Regions from separate parts of the Mus musculus genome. Here region 2 is linked to region 1. A link is a contact called in public HiChIP or PLAC-seq data. All regions are on one chromosome and are shown on one strand. Each heading gives the region's core, a stretch centred on a gene start, on an enhancer-like site or on the middle of the called end of the contact. The rest is flanking DNA. Distances are from core to core; before and after follow the strand shown. Region 1 has its middle 42 kb from the start of Gm36520. Region 2 overlaps Lef1 (lymphoid enhancer binding factor 1).

What was found. HiChIP or PLAC-seq counts read pairs in DNA pulled down with a chosen protein or histone mark.
Region 2: a BATF HiChIP or PLAC-seq map of CD8 T cells shows a contact between it and region 1, with 7 read pairs. The contact joins two enhancer-like sites. A contact is called at or near these places in 3 of 15 datasets of contacts at CTCF or cohesin (the NIH/3T3 cell line, embryonic stem cells and large pre-B cells), 18 of 484 Hi-C or Micro-C datasets (Th1 cells, brown adipocytes, embryonic stem cells and 3 more), 12 of 115 datasets of contacts at active chromatin or transcription factors (the 230-238 cell line, CD8 T cells, the SCID.adh cell line and 6 more) and 1 of 9 other capture datasets (embryonic stem cells).

What each region holds. Positions count from the first base shown.
Region 1 is chr3:130,892,777-130,895,693 of GRCm38.p6, forward strand. No RefSeq gene overlaps it. Among named protein-coding and RNA genes, the nearest start is that of Gm36520, 42 kb to the left of the region's middle. Within about 2 kb of position 1,610, at least 11 of the 459 cell types and tissues checked have an H3K27ac peak or open chromatin away from gene starts, as enhancers often do. A contact at or near this core is called in the 230-238 cell line, CD8 T cells, the SCID.adh cell line and 1 more, where this site is marked.
Region 2 is chr3:131,206,712-131,209,670 of GRCm38.p6, forward strand. All of the region lies in intron 11 of Lef1 (lymphoid enhancer binding factor 1), which reads left to right. Among named protein-coding and RNA genes, the nearest start is that of Hadh, 64 kb to the right of the region's middle. Within about 2 kb of position 1,385, at least 77 of the 459 cell types and tissues checked have an H3K27ac peak or open chromatin away from gene starts, as enhancers often do. A contact at or near this core is called in the 230-238 cell line, CD8 T cells, the SCID.adh cell line and 1 more, where this site is marked.

The DNA.
Region 1 (2,917 bases), core at 360-2,859:
TTAAATCTCAGTTTGGGGTTAGAAAGAAAGAAAGGGGGGGGTGGCAGGGAGAAGGGGAGGGAGGGAGGAAGGGAGGAAGGGAGGAAGGGAGGAAGGGAGGAAGGAAGGAAGGAAGGAAGGAAGGAAGGAAGGAAGGAAGGAAGGAAATAGTGACAACATTTAAGACATAAACATAAGAAGATACTTAGATAATTCACTATATGAGAATCTGGAAATAAATATTCTACCTAAGGCGGGCAGAGAAGTTGCTCTGGGCTGTGTGTGTGTGTGTGTGTGTGTGTGTGTGTGTGTGTGTGTGTGCAAGCGTGTGTGCACACATGTGCATGAGTGCATGCATGTGTGGAGGTCAGAGGGCAGATGTAGATGTTGGCCCGTGCCTCCCACCGTGTTGGAGACAGTTGTCTCTCTGTGGATCACTGTTTTATGCACCAGGCTAGCTTTTGTGGACTCTCCTGTCTCCAGCTCCCTCTGAACTGCAATACAGGTGTGTGTTACTGTGCCCAGCTTTAAGTGGGATTCGAAATGACACTTGAAAGGTTAATGTTATACCCATGGAGACATCACCTAAGTCCCAAGAGCTCTTACGTGGCATTCATCAATAAATCTCCAGACAGTCTTATAAGATGGATTCTTGCCCCACGTTCTAGAGAAGAAGAGCAAGGTTCACAGAACTTATAGAGTTTGCTCAAAGTTGCAGAGCTAGGAAATGTTTTTTTCTTCTTCCATAAACCATGCTGAGGAAGGCTGTTGGAGTCCCAAAGTCTACCTCCTTCAATTTCCTTAGGCAGAAAAGAGGAAAGTAAAAGCCAGGGCCCAAACCCTTCAGTCAGGGGTTGTTTATTGCAGAGGCAGAACCAAAACTCCAGTTCATTTACATTTAGTGTAGCTTCTTTCACTTGAAGAGATGAAACAGTTGGGCTTCAGTGAAGAGTGAGACTGAAGATTCCCGTTCTCCAGCCTGTTTACCTACGCTCACAGGTAAGGCTGCAGCAAGCTTCACTTAAGTGTGCTGGAACCAGTCTGTCTCTTGGAATGGTCCCTCCACATGACTCTAGTAGCCAAGTTTTTAAAATTGGTGTATATTTATGGTAAAAAGGGGAAGGAGGCCATTATTATATTTTCATATGCGTGTGTGCCATGTACTTTAGTTTTAAGCCCTCCCCCACTGCTTTTGGCTGTGTCCCTTCCCTTCCTTAGTAGGAAAGGTCTCTTTCCTCCTAAATCTGTCCTTTCAGTTCTTTAAAACAACAGCTTAAAGCTCAGAGATGGCTCACTGGGGAAAAGGCACAAGTTGCCTTCCAAGCCTGACTACCTACGTTTGATCCCTGGGACCCACATCGGGGAAGGAGAAAGCTGACTCATACGAATTGATCTCTGACTTTCGTGAATGCACAGATAGATATCCTCTACAGAAATCAATGAAACTGCAAACAGAACACCCTCGATTCCCCATAGAGGAGAGAACAGATCTGTCCTCCCCAATGTGGCTTGTTTCACTTGCGACATTCTCTGTTCTAGCCAGCTTTCTGCAGACGGGATAATCTGTTCTCTGCACTTCTAGCATCCGGTTTCAGGTGTGGTCACACAGACTAGGTGGACCTCTCATGAGTCCTTGTTTCCTGGCTTCTATCTGTCCTGCCTGCTAACCACAGCCTCTATGCTCTTCAACCAGGTCGCTGAGCAGGTTTCTAAGAAAAGAGTGGGAGGGAAAAGAGAAGTGGTAAAGAAATACTACACAAGAGAAAATGTGAATCCCTCAAAGACAGAGCGGGTCACAGTGGGTGTGAGCAGAAATAGCACAGAGCAACTGTGAGGCTTCACCTATGGAAAGGGCTGCACTTTATGACCTGGGATGTTTATGGTCTAAGACGTGATTCTTAGTGCTTCAACCACACACACACATTGTCCTTTACAATGCCAAATAAAAGGGAAATAATAACACCTTATGTTTGTGTATTGATTTATAGCTTACTAAGCACTTTTATGGCCCTGATCTTATTTGATCCTTGCAATAATGTTGTGAAATAGCTAAGGAAGGTTGTTATTAGTTCCACTTTACAGATTCGGAAACCAAGATTTTGAGAGAATTAGGTGAGTTGCTCAAGATCCATGAGGAAGGAAGTGGGAGTCAAGGTTGGTAGCTGGCATTCGAGACAGGGCAGCACTCTGTAAGGACTGGTGAGGGACCACAAGGATCATTCCAATTAAGGACTCAAGTCATGGTCTCCACAAGTGCAAAACTGAAAGGGCGCCTGAAGGCATATTGATATGCCACAGTAAGAGGCTAAGAGGGCCCAAAGAAAGCCTGAAGAGAGGTGCGCATGTGTGTGTGTGTGTGTGTGTGTGCGTGTGTGTGCATGTGTGTGTTGTTCATGCGTGCAAATGTGCATGTGTACCTACCCATGCACGTGTGGAGACCAGAGTGCGATGTTTGGTGTCTTCTCCATCTTACTTTCACAGAGCTCTCAGGACCCATGTGTCTTCATCCCCCAATGCTTGGGTCACAGTTGTGCAGCCGTGCCTGGCCCTTTGCACGGCTACTGGAATTCCACATTCAGGTGCTCATGTGTGCAGCATGTGTGTACTTACTTGCTGATCCATTGCCCCAGCCTGAGAGGTACAAATGCCATTTCTACAGAAATTTTTTAATAATAGAATTCAAGTCCAAGAAAGCCTTGGAAAGGCCACAGGTAGTTAAATAACTTGAAATTTGCTTCAACCTACTCAGGACTAAGTAAAAAAGTAAGTAAATAAGTAATTGATCAATAAAACAGACAAATAAATGGAAATCAGAAAATATACCAGAGCTGATATTTCTGGGTCTTTGAAAAATATTACCAAGTGTTTATAACCTTATACACAAATAACGTCTGCATTAGGAGCTAAAGTGATGGCTTAGCAGTAAGAATACTCTGCT
Region 2 (2,959 bases), core at 135-2,634, 310 kb after region 1:
GAGTGGCTACTAATAACGGTCTTCTGAGCCAGCCACCTAGGTTTGTTCTTTAGTTCACAGGGGATGATTCGGTTATAATCCCAGCCCCAGGATACATCTGGCTTCATAGATGAACAACCTAGAAAGAAGCTTGCATATACACACCTTGTATTGTTTCTGTTCGTTTCTTGGTTTCATCTCTTTAAGACAGGGTCTCATGTAGCACAGGCAGACCTCCAACTCACTTATGTAGCCAAGGTTGACCTTGAACTTTGATCCTCCTGCCTCCACCATCTGAGTGCTGGGATTACCGGCATGTACCACCACCCGTGGTTTGCTGGCACTGGAGACCACGCCTGTTTTATAAATGTGATCTTTTCATTGCTGATCGCTTAGGAATAGTTTACCCCACCTTTGCATGTCCAGCCATGACGGAGAAGGCCCTCGGAAGTACAGTGTGCCCAGGGCCAGCTCTCAGTCATGGACTAAATGCAGCTTTTGCTTCAACAGTTTTAGAGCTACCTATTTCGTGTGAAATGCACTGCAGTACTTAAGAGTTGGAACTTGATTTAATACCTTTCATGATTATATATGTAATCATGATTTCATATGTATGTATGTATATATTATATACTTGATATATTTGATATAAAAGCTGAGTTTGATACAAAATGTTTGATGTAAAATCTGCTTATTTTTTTGTCTTAAAATGCACTTCAGCTGCCTGTTTCTTTAATAAGTCACAGAAATCTTTGAGATTCTCGCCACTAATTTTTTTTTCCTGAAGGTTAAGGAGTCTTCTTTGAATATACTACAACAAAACAAAACCTTCCCCTGTCCCCCAATTCTCCTTGAGCCCCCAGCTGCTGCCCCCCATTGCCCTAGAGCCCCCAGCTGCTGCTCCCCCCATTGTTCTTGAGCCCCTGGCTGCTGTCCCCCATTGTCCTTGAGCCCCCAGTCGCTGTCCCCCATTGTCCTCGAGCCCCCAGCTGTTGCCCCCCCCATTGTCCTCGAGTCCCCAGCTGCTGGGTGAAGCCTGGCTTGCTGCACTTACTGCTTAAAGCCACTAGTATCGTGCCCCCCCCCCCCCTCTCTCTCTCTCTCTCTCTCTCTCTCTCTCTCTCTCTCTCTCTCTCTCTCTCTCGTTTCCTGGATGGGCCACATGGTCTTTGAAGTCACCACTCACACACCACCACCACCACCACCACAGTCTTGTGCAGAGAAAACCTGGGAGTTACGAGATATGTGCAGAGCATAGAGGAACCCAGGCGGCCATCCAGAAAGAGTCCAGTGAATTAGTGATGACAGAATGCTTGCTTTCCACACCTCTCTTCTTCCTTTGCTGTAAGAACTCCTGCACCGGGGCTTGCCAGCCACTAGTGCTTATTAAGACCTGGAGATGCTGCATCGAATGGGACAGAGAGGGACCCCACTGTCATGTGCTACCTGTGCCACTGGAGGGTGTTTGACAAAGGAGTCTTGCCAAGAAATCTAATGCTGCAATAAAAATAAAAGATTCTTGGCAGCCAGCAGTAGTATGCACGCCTTTAATACCAGCACTTGGGAGGCAGAGGCAGGTCAGCCTGGACTACAGAGTGAGTTTCAGAACAGCCAGGGCTACACAGAGAAACCCTGACTCTAACCCGCCCCACCCCCACCCCCCAAAAAAAGGTTCTTGGCCCTCAAGACCTCAAGAAAGTACTCTGCCATGGAGGAGGGCCCTGTGACAGTCATCTGTAGTCCCTTCTGGAAGAGCTGCAGCAGAGAGCCCCAGGACTGGTCTACCCAGGTCTCACAGTCTCTGGTCTTGGGTCTGCATGGGGTGAGAGAGTAGGGAGAGAAACCGGGGCCTCTAATTAATTCATCTAACTTCTGATCTGCACCGCCTCGTGGTGCTGCCACAGGGACCCTTTTGTCTCCCTTCCCTAACGTGCCACCGCCCAGACTGCTTCTGTGTGACAGTCAATTGCCTGTGTGGTTCTTCACTTCCTGTGCAGATCCCCTCCGAGGCCTCTTCCCCTCCCCAGAGTGGTTTTCTGGCGCCCACAAGTACTCAGAACTACTACTGATTACGTGGGTTTGGTTTCTCCCATGGTGTAGGAAGGTCCTGTCTTGCCTGAGCCGATCTCACCTCAGAAGCAAGCCCAGGACAGACAGATGGAGCACTTGATTAGAACCTACTCGCTTTGTAGAGCCGCGGTTCTCAACCTGTGGGTCACGGCCCCTTTGGCAAACCTCTGTCTCCAAAAATATTTACGCTACCATTCACAACAGGAGCAAAACTACAGTTAGGAAGTAGCGGTGGAAATAATTTTATGGGTGGGGGTCACCACAGTGTGAGGGAACTGTATTCAAGGGCCACAGCATCAGCAAGGTTGAGAAGCACCGCTCTAAAGAGAGGTGAAATCACCCCAGCCGTCTTTCAGTCCTGAGAGGGCAATGCCCAGTCTGTGTACCCACCAAGGCCTGGGCAGGGTGCGGGCAGAGGCTCTGCCTCCAGGGAAACCTCATAGGTATCTTACAGTCATACATTCAGGGGCTTCACACTCCAGTTCACACCCAGCCTGCTCAGTGGTACCCACCCTCCCACCTCAACCCTCTGGCCTGGAGCTCCTCCACTTTGTTTTTTTCCTAGGAGTTCCCCTGAATTTTCAGGATCGATCTTTCTTTTTCTTTCTCTCTCTCTCTTTCTTCCTTCCTTCCTTCCTTCCTTCCTTCCTTCCTTCCTTTCTTTCTTTCTTTCTTTCTTTCTTTCTCTCTCTCTCTCTCTTCCTTCCTTCCTTCCTTCCTTCCTTTCCTTCCTTCCTTCCTTCTTTCCTTCTTTCCTTCTTTTTTTCTTTTTCTTTTTTTTTTTTTTTCCATTTTTTATTAGGTATTTAACTCATTTACATTTCCAATGCTATACCAAAAGTCCCCCATATCCACCCACCCCCACTCCCCTGCCCACCCACTCCCCCTTTTTGGCCCTGGTATTCCCCTG